Regions from separate parts of the Rattus norvegicus genome. Here region 1 is linked to region 2. The links are chromatin contacts, called in public Hi-C maps. All regions are on one chromosome and are shown on one strand. The core of a region is the stretch at or near the end of the contact, and the rest is flanking DNA. Distances in the headings are between cores, read along the strand shown.

Evidence for each region. Hi-C and Micro-C count contacts between places; a contact is called where the count stands out from the background.
Region 1: a Hi-C map of liver shows a contact between it and region 2, with 3 times the contacts expected there. The contact joins the promoter of Gsk3b here to the enhancer-like site in region 2. A contact is called at or near these places in 6 of 12 Hi-C or Micro-C datasets (frontal cortex, hepatocytes, kidney and 2 more).

Annotation. Positions count from the first base shown.
Region 1 is chr11:76,151,674-76,158,570 of GRCr8, forward strand. Gsk3b (glycogen synthase kinase 3 beta) reads right to left here and starts at 1,576. Exons shown (of 11, transcript NM_032080.1): 1 at 1,350-1,576. The coding sequence starts at 1,437.
Region 2 is chr11:76,106,111-76,113,752 of GRCr8, forward strand. All of the region lies in intron 1 of Gsk3b (glycogen synthase kinase 3 beta), which reads right to left. Among named protein-coding and RNA genes, the nearest start is that of Gsk3b, 43 kb to the right of the region's middle. Within about 2 kb of position 3,646, at least 9 of the 93 cell types and tissues checked have an H3K27ac peak or open chromatin away from gene starts, as enhancers often do. A contact at or near this core is called in liver, where this site is marked.

The DNA of each region.
Region 1 (6,897 bases), core at 326-2,825, 43 kb after region 2:
AGCTGGAGGATTCCTCACTCCCAGTTGCTTAATCAATTGCACATAACAATCCTGCGTGCAACTGGAGGATTCCTCACTCCCAGTTGCTTAATCAATTGCACATAACAGCACATGCATTTTAACTTTTTAAAAATCTTAGTTCTTCAGTTACAGCAGCTCCTCTCAGCCACAAAACAGTTTTATCTATCTCCTCCCTCTTCTTTCTCAAGGAATAAGGAAAATACCATAGATATTTTGGCCAGAATCTGCAACTATGTTCTAATAAGCTGTCATGAAATACCACATAAACATCTCCACAAATAGATACATTTGAACACTGGATACTCGGTATACCAAACACTTCAAGAACACAGACTTTTTTTTTTTTTCAGCACAGATTCCCCAGCAAAAGACTGACAGATACTCATAGATACATTTTAAATCAGCCTAAAAAGGTATCCACTTGTACTCTTTAAAAAAAAAATTAACAAGTAATAAATGCAACACCACTTCAAAATTAAACTTAAATGACAGTCAGTGACAACACTTAACTTAGTATTTGGCAATATGGCAATACAACCTCAATCAAAAGTTGAATCTCCAAGTTACCTTTTGATTACACAAATTATATGGTGGCAGATTGGTAATGTCAAAACAGGAAGGTTAAGAGATAACACATTAAACCACTTAAAAATTAAAAACAATGCACTCAGAGATGCATCTGCTGCGGGATATTTCTCAGCTCCCACCAGCCCGGAGAAGAGTGAGGGATGGATACTAGCTCGCCTCCAACGGGAATGTGGGTTACCAAGCAAGTTCCTCCCCAGATTCAAAAATACTTTGTGTAGTCACACAGGCAAAAAGGAAATATTAGGAGGCTGGGGCATTTAGTATCTCTATTTAGAATGCAGACCCGTGATAACCTGAGCTAACTAAAATAAACCCCCTCATTCCAGAAGACACGGACTCGGCAAATGTACATCATGGTTTATTAATCAAGCGTTGTCCTCTTTATTCAAAGGGATGGGCAAGCGAAAGCTTCCACCGCTTAACCCGGAGGCACTGGGGCACTTGAAAAGACTGACTACCAACAGCACGGAGAACGTAAGAAAATAAGTTTCGAATCCAATCAGCCAAATAAAACTAATATTCTCTCAATTCAAGGTTAATGAGGCTGGGGGAGGGGGGTATGGGTATGGGAGGAGAAAAAGGAGCTGCCTCATCTTGAGTCAAGACAGGTTTTGCCCTTTTCCACTACCACTGGCTGACTGACTGTTCTATCAGGTCTGTTAGTTTAGATCCTGGTATTTCGAGGTTTCTTATCTTAATGGTGAGGTGGAGAAAGGGTGTAAAATAAAATCGATACTCACTGCTAACTTTCATGCTACCAAAAGCTGAAGGCTGCTGCACTGGCTTGCAGCTCTCCGCAAAGGAGGTGGTTCTCGGTCGCCCCGACATGATGGCTCTTCTCGATTCACCTTTTCCTTCCTTAATCCTTTTCTTCCTTTTGTTTTATGTTAGGGTACTAGGTTAATAATAAATGCAGCATTAAGTTCTCCCGCAAGAAAAAAAAAAAAAAGACTTCGTTCTCTTGGCCTTTCACTCCTTTTGTATAGCTATTTAAGAAGAAAAAAAAAAGGAGCTATGTATTTCTTCAAGACAGATCGGTACGGATATTTAACACATAGATGATTTAGAGCTGGGGGGAAAATATAATTCTTTCACCTCCCTTTCCTGGGAGAGGAGAAAAAGGGTGGAGTGGAATCCTTAAAAAATATATATATATCACGTGAACGAGGGCAAATACTTGATTGAAAATAAGTACTCTGAGTATTATATTTTCCTCGGGGATTTTTTTCCGAGTCAATGAAGAAGGGAAGCGGCGGAAGGATCACGAGCCTCACGCTTGAAGAGAAGGGGGATGGGAAGGAGGGAGGAGATGGCTCGGAGATGCGACGGCAAACGCTGCGGCTCCGGCAGCAGAGGGATCCGGCGGTCTGACGGCGGCGGCGGCCGGGTGAATCGGAGGGCAGCGCAGTCGCGAGTCAGTGGCGGGCGGTGGCGGCGGCGGCTCCTCTCCTCATTGCGCCAGGAGCAGCTGCAGGCGGTGGCTGGATCCAGCGGCCATGGCGGCAGCGGCGGCGGAGGCAGCTCCCTTCAGACCCCAGGCAGCGGCTCCCTGACTGCTCCCCATACGCCGGGGACATGGGAACCAGGCAACCGCTTCCGTCCCTCGGGGTCCCCTCCCCCGTCCGCGGCCCCGGCACGGCCGGCCTCCGCCCCTCGCCTCTGCTGAGCGGCTGCTCGGGAAGTGTCCGCGCTGTGCCCCGAGCCCGAAGCCCTGTCAGCGGCTGCAGGGACGGCTCCTCCTCGCTGCCTTCCTTCCTTTGTCACTCGGCCCAGGCGGCGGCGACGGCGGCGACACAAGCCCGCATTCGGCCGGGTCGGGGGCTGCTCTGTGCGAGGCGCGCCGTCTGCGCAGTCGCCTAGCCCTTCCCCACTCCCCCCTCCCCCTTCCTACTCGTCCTCCGCCTCCTTCCTCCCCCACCCAGCCTTACACCGCCCAGCGCCCCGCCGCCCGCGTAACAGGCGTCTGGGAATCGCTCGCCGAGCCCGCGCCCGCCAGCTTCGGCTGTGGAGCCGAAACCTAAGCTGGAACCAATCAAAGACGTCGTTTGCTTGCAGCTCCGGCCGGAAAAAGCCGAGCGGCCTAAATAACCAATGAGGAGACGCCGCTGGGAGACCACGCCCCGGCAACGAGGAATGCCGAAGGTAGCCGAAAAGAGGGAAAGAGGGTTCGCCTTGTTCTGTGGCTGGCTGGAGAAAAGATTCGACAATAGCGACAGTGGCCAATCGGAGCTCTAGGCCCGCAGGGGGAAGCCTGAAGAGTTAAGGACAGCGAAACTCCCGAGTCGCGGGAGGAACTACTCGGCTGGGCACCGCGCCCGTTTCCTCATTGGCTGGACAACTCCACCGGGCGTGTTCTTTTCTCAGTGATTGGTGAAGGGAAGGGGGCTTCCGAGGACATCTGGCCAGTCAGAGCCTCCCCTCCCTCTTTGAGGCGGGGAGAAGACGAAAGCGGAGGGAGTGCATCTATAAAGTGCCATCTCATTGGTCTGCAGCATCGGAGCTGTAGCGCGGGGGAGGGGAGCCGCAAAAGGGAGAAGGAGGGTGTAGGAGCCCGTGGCGGCGGCCAATGGGCGACCACTGCTGTGTAATCGCAAGACCTAGCTGCAGTGGGATTGGCCTCGGGTGGTCCCTAGAGCGGGCGGACCGGCTGAGTGGTCGGCCTGCGTCTGCTCTCCGACCCGACGCTCGTGCTGGCTGTGCAGCCGGTCTGAAAATGCTGGCGGTCGGAGGGCCGAGCCGCGAGCGCTCTAGTGGGACGAGAGGTTGTCCCCATTCCCGGGAGCTCCGCGGGGCGCAGCTTACCGAGTGCGCCCGAGGCTCCCCACCGCGCGAGCTAAGGATATGGGAACGTCTTCCCTGAAAGACGTAGGCACTCAAATGGAAACAAAGCTTCCAGAGAGGGAGCGCCTCTGGGCAGCCGCGCCCGCCCGTCGCGGGGGGCCGCTGATATCGTGGGGGTGGGGGGAGCCCTTTGCAGCAGGCGCACACTGCCAGGTCTGGCCTTCTGGAAACGCCCCCGAAAGATGAGCTCATGCTAGATGCGCGCGTTCTTTGGGCGCGACTGTACAGCGCAAAAGCAACCCCGAAAACAGGTGAGGGGAAATGTGGTCAGGCCGATACCCTGAAGCCTACAAGGAAGCTCAAGTCAGAATTGCTCGTAGCAGTTTTTAGTGTTTCGGGTGATATGCACACTGCTGCTCAAGTAGGTTTCACGTGTAGTCAAGCGTCCATTGTTCTACAAAGGAGACCATTGCCTTGGTCCGTCCATCCGAGAGCTGGGTAGCGTGGCTACTATGACGAGAGTAAATTAGAGTGGACACTGGCAATCCTGTCTGTAATCCCGTGATACTTGTAGTATCCACCCGCATAGTCATCTCTTTCTGTTGAGATGCTATCTCCAGAAAGCACATGTAAAAGTACACGTACTTGATCAGATTACCTAGCTATTGCTTTAAAATCTGATGAGAGGCTTGGGGCAGAACAAAGTAAGCTTTGAAGGGAGACAGTAAAGGTCTGGATAGTGTTTGCAGACTCAGATGTCTATAGAGGCCTGGCAAAGCGAATGAATGACACTGGCCTGGTGGAAGACAATAGGAATGTTAGGCGATGTGGAAATGGGAGTATCCATCCATGCCCTTAAGGGGGTCCACATTAAGATAGCCCTATTCCCTTTTTTGTTCCCAAAACCATAACGTTGAAGTTTTATGTGAAATTTTTAAATCTTAAGTGTTGGCTATCGATACGCCGAAACCACGTAGACCAACAAAGTAAAATCCCAGGAAAATATGCCCAACAGGCAACCAATTTGTAATCTCATCCCTTAGCACAGATTTTATGCCCCAGGTCCAGAAGAGGCTCTTGCCCTTCACAATTAAAATAGTATATAAGGTAGCTGGATGCCATGGGGGAGGGTAAAGAATGTTAAAAAGCAAACGCCTTGCTTGGCAACTTTGTCATTTGAATGGTGCCTCTCCATGCTATTATGAAAGACCTTTGCCACTGTTCTAAAATGCTGTGGTGCAAAACTTTAAATCCTTCCTACCTAATTATACCAGCAGGAAAGTAAATAACAAGGGTTTAGTTTGTAGAAACTGGCAACGTGGCTATTCTTGTACATAAAACTGGTACAGAAATAGTCTACCTTAGGGTTATGATTAGTAACTTTTCTGTTGCCTTCAGATATTTTTAACTCAATTGAAAAAAAATCTAGCTAAGGTTTCCCTTTTCATAGGAAAAATACATATTTCAGTCCACAAATAGGACTTGAAGAAGGAAATGTTTATTTAATAAAACACAGAACAGCCAGGTATGGTGGCACACACCTTTAATACTAGTACTGCCAAGGCAGATAAATCTCTGAGTTCAAGACCAGCCTGATCCACATGAGTTTGGGTGGGGGTGGTGGACACGGACTACCATTCAGTAGTGGTTTTCTGACGTTTAAAACCTCTTACTTTGCCTCCCTACATGGTGGGAACTACTGGAAAAGGTGTTAGTGTGCCTTGAAAGTTAACTAATTTTTGCAAGACCCACAAAGTTAAGGTAGCAGAACCAGGGTTCATGCCCCTTGTTCTTAGCCTCTACTGCACAACTCTCTCTTGGTCCAGTCCCCACAGCCCTCAGGTTCTGCTAAAGGTGTTATGAAAGCCTGATTACCTAAACTCAATCTGCAGAATCCACCAATGCTGAGGGAGGGGACCAAATCCATTAACTTGCTTCTGGCCTCTAAATCTGAACACCATGGCACATACCAGTGCCACTAGTAATAATAAAAGACAGATATCTTACTCAACCAGGAGCTCACCAATTTGGCTAGACTGTCTGGCCAGTGAACTCAGAATCTACCTGTCTCTGTCCCCCAGTTTTGGGGTGGTAAGCACCCCAGCTTTTATGTAGGTTCTAGAAATCTTAACCTAGCTCTTCATGGTTATACTTCAACCACTGAAGCATATCCCCAATCCTAGAATAACTAATTTTAGTTATACTTTTTTAATTGAATGTATATAGGGTGTTACCTCTATAAGTATGTCTCTGCTTGGAACCCACAGGGACTTCTGGAACTATAGTTGCTGACAGTTGTGAGCTGTCATGGCTATGCTGGAATTGAACCTGGGTCCTCTGAAAGAACCACTGAGCTATCTCTCCGGGCCCCAAAATATAAACCTTGCAGTTTGAGAGCTGGCAAGATGGCCTAGCAGGTAAAGGTATCTGGTGCCAAGCCTGATAACATGCTTTCAGTGCTCAGGACCAACATGGTAAAAGGACAGATCCAATCCCATGCAAACTCAAGAACAAGCCTACACATGGAGACAAACATGCACACACAACAAAGCTTGTGAATGTAATTTTTAAAATTTGCCATTTGAGTTGCTGGCTTGATTTTCATTTTTAAAAAAAAAAAAAACTGTTAATAAGTTTTGGCTTGGGGTTAGGGAAGGCTTCCTAACAAGTTTCTGAAATGACCTTAAACGTATTTTTGTGATTTCGTACTATACATTTATTCATAGTTTGAGTCATATATTCGAATGCTCAATCATCAGGGAGTAGCCCTACCTAGAAGGATTAGGAAGCGTGGCCTTGTTGGAGGAAGTGTGTTACTGGAGGTAGTCCCTAAGGTTTCAGAAGCCCAAGCCAGGCCCGTGGGTCTCATCCTACTACCTACGGATAAGGATGTAGAACTCTCAGTTACCTCTCCAGCACCAGGTCTGCCTATATGCTGCCATGCTCCCCGCCTTGATGAGAATGCACCAAACCTCTGAAGCTGTAAGCCAGCTCCAATTAAATGCTTCCCTTTATAAGAATTGTCATGTCATGTTTTCTCTTCACAACAATAGAACAGTGCCTAAGACACTGACATTCTCCACACTGATGATCATAAAATCAATATGTCCTTCAACTGGAAAATGTTGAAGACGTTCTACATCACGCAGCATCAAATACTCCACCAAGATATAGTTCTTGATACTCGTTTATTTAATTGTACAATGAGGAATGCACTATTGAATGACAGGACAACTTGCAGGAATTTGTCCTTCTCTGCCCTTGGCAGTAAACAACTTTACCCTGAGCCTCTACCTCACCAGCCTTAAACTTCAATTCTTTATGTAAAAATAAACAAGCCCATCCATGTCATTCAGATGCAAATTTTCTTTTTTAATGAAGGATAAAGTCATCTGCAACAAACTGCAAATAAATTTCGTTACCATCAGCAAATGTTTGATTGGTGTGTCTATATTATATAAGCATATATGTCGAAATTTCCTAGTCAAAGAAGGATTGCAAGTAGAG
Region 2 (7,642 bases), core at 2,396-4,895:
TACAGCTTCAGAATGGACAAATTCTAAAATTCAACTCTTCTTTGGGGATTTTCTACACCACAGTGTCACTGCTCACAGATGCTGGGGCAATGAAGCTGAGGAAGAAAGAAAAGGAATACCGGGAAATCAGTAAAGCAGTCACTCCTAATGGGCAGCAGCTCATTCCAGGGCAATGTCTAGGTAAAAAAATTTTTAGTAAAAAAATGTCAATCCCACCTAATCCTATGTAAAGCATTAGGGTAAACTAACCAAGCAAGAAGGGTGAGCTGAATCTGGTTCTGAAAGGGCTCGGCCGGCCGCACCGCGCTGCAGGCATTTGCTGCAGGCAGCGTTGCTCTAAACACACCGTGAGCTGTGCTGATGACTGCACTGCTACGGCACAGACTGCCGATCCTGAAATGCCTTCATTCAGGTTGAAGACTACTGTACACTATGAACTACAGGGTTTTACTATGCATATAAATACATACAAAGTTTTTGGCTCTTACAGATAATGGTTTAGCGAAAGCAAAGACTTTTCATATTTTCTACCGTCATTCCTGGATGTATAACAAATTACATATCTCTAAATTGTATTATATTAAAATGTTTTATTTTTAAAATTGCTGTTGGAGCTGGAGAGATGGCTCAGCAGTTTAGAGCAATTGTTGCTCTTTCAGAGGACCAGAGTTTAAGTCCCAGAACCCAGACGGTAGACTTACAGTTATCAACTTTAACTCCAGTTCTAAGGGCTCCACACCCACACTCTACATATGTCATGACATACATGCATGCAGGAAAACACACACACACACACACACACACACACACACACACACACACACACAATGAAGTAAATATCTTAAAACTAGGTGGTTTTAGAAAGACACGACTCAGAACCCCACAACAGTATGCAAAGCTCCCAGCGGAGGCTACAGTCTACTGCAACAGAAGAGTCCCTGCATGGGAGCTTGAGCAGAGACATGCACAAGTGTTTGTGCCCAGGTATGTGTTCTAGGATTCCACGTTTGGGGAACGAGGCTATCTGCAGTGGGTGGGCCAGATCACCTCACTCAACAATCCCCACAGACTTATCCAAAGGCTCACCTCTCAGACAGTACTAACATCTGTCACGTTGTTAACACCGTGTCAACACACTTCTACCATGCTACCCTGAGTAGTGGTATTCTCAGCATTGATCAGTCTACTTGAAGATATTCATCAACTATGAAACCTCTGAAGCAGGGATCAACGGCAGTGTGTTTACCTCACATAGAATTCTGAAGATACTCTTCATCATGCAGTATCAAATATTTACCGATTTAATTATTTATGTAAAAATAAACATCTACATTATTAGTATGCAAACTTGATTTTGTCTTTAGTAAGTGGGATTATTATACCTATAATGAATTTTCTGAAATATATTTGACTTATTAGCAGTAAATGTACACTGTATTATATATATTTGTTTTAGAATTTTAAAATGACACTATGTTCTGTGTGTGTGCGCACGTGTGTGTGTGTGTGTGTGTGTGTGTGTGTGTAGTTTGTCTCACACCGGGATGAACTCGCATCATAAGGCTTTGACAGTGGGTGTCCCTACCCACTCAGCGATCTTGCTAGCGTTGTGCACCTATTTTAGATATCGATGCACCTGGTGTTGCCTAGATTTGTTTCAAACAAAAAGAGGGGTCACAAGAAGAAAAAGTTTACGAAGCCCTGAGACACTTCAGTCATTACCCCCAGGTCAGACTGGGAGTGCACTTTCACTGGTGGCCTAGCAGGACCGCTGTGACAGACCCAGAAAGGACAATAGCATGACTGGCATAAACCCTCATGTGTATGAAGGAGGACCACTTTTTGAGCCAACTAATTAACACTCCTGTGTTGCCTCCCCTAATGCTACAACATTAGGTGTAGCATTAAATTAATAAAAAGATTTTCCCAGGTGGGTTTTTCTTGCCTGCTTCTAGTGGAGCAGATTGCACAGGCAGCGTCGCAGGACAGTGGCCATAGAGTGGGGCAACGATGGATGCCGCAGTTCAACACACTACAGAGGTGTGGAGTTTCCAGCTGTTTTGAAAGCTGCAGAGGACATGGATCTTCTAACTGAACTGCAAAACCAAGGGAATTCTGCACTTGCAGCAGAGGCATGGAGTTGCACAACTGCCCAGAGTGATCAGACAGTAGAGGGCGAGCTAAGCAGGAGACAAGCAGAGCTTCCAGTGCACTGAAGCGGCCAGGTGCCCTTAGTTACAGAAACAGGTTAAGGCCAACAGAAGCAACAACTGGGGGTGGGGAGTGGAGAATGGGGCGGGTGTGTGTGTGTGTGTGTGTGTGTGTGTGTGTGTGTGTGGGAGGGAGGGAGGGAGGGAGAGAGAGAGAGAGAGAGAGAGAGAGAGAGAGAGAGAGAGAGAGAGAGAGCGCACATGTGGGAGAGCGAGCATGGGAGAGCCATAACACTGTTACAAAGCTGTAACAGTAGCTGCTGTGAAGAGCTGAGAAACCCAAAACTGAGGTACATAAGCTGCAAGGCCAACTGCCTATGATCTGTTAACTGTTCTGGTAAACGGGCCTACACAAGAGCTACAAAACAAAAGGTGTTACCCACTTGTCTTAGTCAGGGTTTGAATTCCTGCACAAACATCATGACCAAGAAGCAAGTTGGGGAGGAAAGGGTTTATTCACCTTACACTTCCACACTGCTGTTCATCACCAAAGGAAGTCAGGACTGGAACTCAAGCAGGTCAGGAAGCAGGAGCTGATGCAGAGGCCGTGGGGAGATATTACTTACTGGCTTGCTTCCCTGGCTTGCTCAGCTTGCTCTCTTATAGAACCCAAGACCACCAGCCCAGGGATGGCACCACCCACAACAGGCCCCACTGGATCACTAATTGAGAAAATGCCTTACAACTGGGTCTCATGGAGGAATTTCCTCAAGGGAGGCTCCTTTCTCCGTGATAACTCCAGCTTGTGTCAAGTTGACACACAAAACCAGCCAGTTCATCACTTGTTATGCTTGCCTGCTGCCACTGTTACCACTCACTCACACTAGAAACAGAAAAAATTCAAAAGAGAGAAGGGGGGAGGGAGGGAGGGAGAAAGGGAGGGAGGGAGGGAGGGAGGGAGGGAGGGAGGGAGGGAGGAAGAAAGAAAGAAAGAAAGAAAGAAAGAAAGAAAGAAAGAGAAAGTCAGTCAAGACCAGTCCTTGAAGAGTTTCTCCTTGCCTGCCCACTTTCCAAATAAAACCAAAGGACTCCACCCCGCTGCTGGGTAACGGACCCCATGTTTTGAAGCGTCCAGCCTACTGCTGTGTATCTGTAATATAGGAGTGCCAGTCACTTTGGAGGATTCTCTGAGGAATGCTAACCACTCACTAGGTAGTTTGACTTATTTAATGATGCACTATATACTGGGTGCTCAATAAATTACACTCTTGGAATTCTGACTTACTGAGCAGAAACAACAACATCCTCCCTGTCTCCAGGGCTCTCGTACCTCTGACTGTGGCCTACTGTGGTGCTTATCGCAATGTTCTATACTTAGTAAAAGCACTGGCCCCTCACTTAGCTAAGAACTCTTAGAAAAACAGAGGTTATCTTGACCATTTCCCTCCTGCTTATTATTAGCACAGGATTTAACACAATCAAAGCGCTCAGCAAATGCTGTCTCGGGATTAGCGGAGACTGCTCTCGCAGCAGCACTGCTCCGCTGAGGGCTGACTGATTCTGCACCTCTGCTTCCACTTCTTTCTATGCTTGCCGCTGATCGGATCCAAATCCCGGGGTGAAAGCACATAAACGCCTTTAGAACAGCAAAATATGATTCAGAACTTACTGAAAATAGGGTGGTGTTTGCCACACGTGGGTTTACCAGAGTCCAGAATTGTTGCTCGCTCTCCAACAATATACTATGGGCTTGGCTATTAAGAGGACACATTGCTGTCCAGGTCCAAAACCTAACTGTGTTCAGCAAAACTAAACTTCAAATACTTCACAGAAAAGTCTGGTAACAGACCCTAGTAGCTACCCAAAATTTTACTTGGAAATAGCTATACTTGTTTTGAACTAGCTTTAATGAACATATTTCTATCTTCTCTTAACTATAACTGTACTTTAAACCAAGCAAAAATGTCAAAATAAAAATGAACTGCACTAATTTAACTCTGAACTGATATTATTTTACTAAAATTCATAGAATCAAGCACATTTCCTATTTTTTTAGCTTCCATGAACTAGAAGAGACTCAAACCAAACCAAAAATGAATAAATATTTGACTTGATCTAATACCACACTTGAAATAATTACCACAGGTTTTAGAAACAAGTATCTGATATCTAAAGGATATGCAGTATGCCCAAGCTGCTTTGACTTTAGAACTTTGACATTTAAAATTTTCATGTGCCTACCAAACTGCACACCTGAGAAACAAAGGGAGATAGACAGGCATTTTCCCTTTAAAAAGCTAATTTACCAGATTACCAATGTAGTAATACACCATACCCAGAAGGAAAGAATTCATTAAAAGTACTTACAGTAAAAAAGCAAATAATTACTTTAAGATCTATGATTCTGAATGAGGGCTTCCTGCCCAGCCACAAATCCAAAAGAAAGCCAGAAAAATCATCTTACAAAACTGGTGAATCGAGTTCTAGCCCATCCTGAGTGCAGCATCAGAACTAACACTCTACACATTTTAGGTCTGTTAGGACTTACCACTCAACCCTTTCATGGAAAATATGGCCTGCCTTCTGACAACCCAGTACACATTGTAGCAGCTCGTTCAATTTTGCTTTCCACTGAAATAGGCACCAAAAAAAAAAAAAAAAAAAAACAAAAACAAAAACAAAAAACAAAAACCTTGCTTCTTTCCCATAGCACATCACACAAGTTCATCTTTACATACTTTAAAGTGTAAAATTATTAATCTAAAAACTGCAGAGAAGTATCTGACACAGAGTCTGTGTTCTCTAGAACCACTGTTTACTACAGGTGGACCCATGTTTTACTAATCACTACTTAACAACCAAACTCCATTAATTGAAGGCATCAACCATGTTCACCAGTCTTTCTAGAAACGACCCCATTTCACACCCACACACAGCAGAACGTAAAGTAACTGCTCGTTTGAGTTTTTTTTTTTTTTAAATCTGCAGCTGCCAGTATCCTTTAGAAACTACAGAGATGAGAGTGACTGAAATAAACACAGCAGACTTCAAAAGAGGTGGCAAACACACAACCAGACTGTCTGACGAGCTTCCCTGCGCCCAGCCAAGATCACCACACAACGCTGACGGAGCACTTCAGAGTTTACAAGGTGTGTTATCTGTATCCATCATAAGCCAACCACTATAAAAGGGAGAGAAAAATGATTTGAAACCAGGGAGAAGGGGGTGAAAACTCAGAAACTAACTGGATTATATAGTAAGATCAGAAACTAAACCCTGGTCATCCGATCCACAAGTTCTGTACACTGTTCAATGCACCTAAAAGTGGAAGTAAACTGAGTCATGCATATTCCAAATAAATCCAAGAAAACTCAGTCCAACAGAAGCTCACACTTTGAGTAAAGTCTTCACACCTTTTAATATAAAGTGTTAAGAACACCTTTTAAAATACAACAGTTTAATTTTGCCTGATAAAAACCAACTTTTTAGATTCATAACTCATCTAAAATGAGTAAAAGGAGACTTGAGAGCACACATTTAAGAAAATGTATCATCATACAAAGGAATAATCAACTGCTTACTACCAGCTATTGCTCTTGCAAGACCAGAAGGAACAGAAATGGAAAACAGGGGAGCATGATTTTCTACAAGCAAAGAGAAGTGTGAAGAACAGATCTCACTAGATCACCCAACAGTTTTGATGTAAATTTAATACTATAATTTTTATAAATCCAAAAGCACAAACTTGCTTTAAAATAGGTATTAAATAAAAGTGCCTTTAGTTTATAAACTACTACCGTTGATGTGAGACTCTTCAAATAAAAATGGCAAAGAGATGCACTGTCCCCACTTCCCATCTGACCAGACTCCAGACACTCAGTTACTGAGCAGCACCGGGACGGCCAGCCTGACTCTTAACATTGCCACGTTCCTACATCTGCAATCAGTCACACAAAACCGTCCCTTTCCCGTAAGCTTGCAACAGTTTTACGTCAGTAAAATCAATCCCAGACAAATTTATCCCACATCTCGCATCTTAGTTGTTACTGGGGCAGGGGGAGTCTTCCTTTCTTCTCCCTACAGATTTCATTCTAAACCCCAAGATCTAAAACCAAGCTTAACCACAGGTAGTAAGCGAAGGCACAGGACTTGGCTTATTTGGCTTATTTGTCACTGTGAATACACACATATTTATATTAACCATTACGCAGTCCTTTATAGGACAACTTAGGAAAATACACCTAAGAAACAAACCCTGAAATTTTAAAATTTCAACAAAGAATACTACTTAATAGCTTCATAGGAACCCATGTAACTATGAAAAGTAACCAGATAAGAGCATGGTCATTTACGTCAGGTCTGCAAGAGACATCATACATAAATAAAATTACCTTTCTAACCATTTCCCCAAATATCCAAATCTTTCTAATGCATATTAAATGCCTAAATTATGCTTAGGTCTACCAAAGTCCATTGATCCAGGAAGGAAGAGTATAGCCAACTACGTCCGATCACAGAGCTAAGCCACTTTGTGTCTCTCCTCACAAAGCTGCATTAGAAACAATGCTCCCTGGGTAAAGAAAAAAGACACAGCCCTGAATGACACCGCCCTACACACACTGGTCAGAAATGCGGCTGACCTTGCTGGGGGTCAGCCTTCCAGAGCACCTCCCACATTGGTTAGGCCAGCCTTCCAGAGCACCTCCCACATTGGGTAGGACAGCCTTCAGAGCACCTCCCACACTGGTTAGGACAGCCTTCAGAGCACCTCCCACACTGGTTAGGACAGCCTTCAGAGCACCTCCCACATTGGGTAGGCCAGCCTTTAGAGCACCTCCCACATTGGGTAGGCCAGCCTTCAGAGCACCTCCCACACTGGTTAGGACAGCCTTCAGAGCACCTCCCACATTGGGTAGGACAGCCTTCAGAGCACCTCCCACACTGGTTAGGACAGCCTTCAGAGCACCTCCCACACTGGTTAGGACAGCCTTCAGAGCACCTCCCACATTGCTGATATTGTGAAATGTCAGAAACTGAGGACAAAGGTAGGAAACAATTTCATCCTTGGATGGCCTGAATGTCTCTAATTCTTCCCTTTTCAGATATTTTTGTCATCTCCAGTCAGATATTTCAATTGGACTTCAAGTCGATGAGAAGTGAAAAGCTCCTAATTAAACAAATCATTTGTAAAAAATCAGACAGTTTACCAAGCTACATTTAGAAAACAATGATAGTGAGTGAAATCAAAACACATATGCTGTTTTAGTTTTAAAAACCATCCAGGCTGAGAAAGTAAAGCCCATTTGTTTCATGGCTCTGTTTCCTCCCGCAGCACCGTGTTCCTGTCTGTGACAGTCCTCAATCCGCAGCTACTCGTGAGGAAGGAAAGGGAAGTGGAAGAGCTTCCTACACTTCATTTCTCACCTCCGGTCCCCAGCACCCTACTCATCATCTGTAACATCACCAGGTTTCCAGGTTAGTGAACCAGGCTG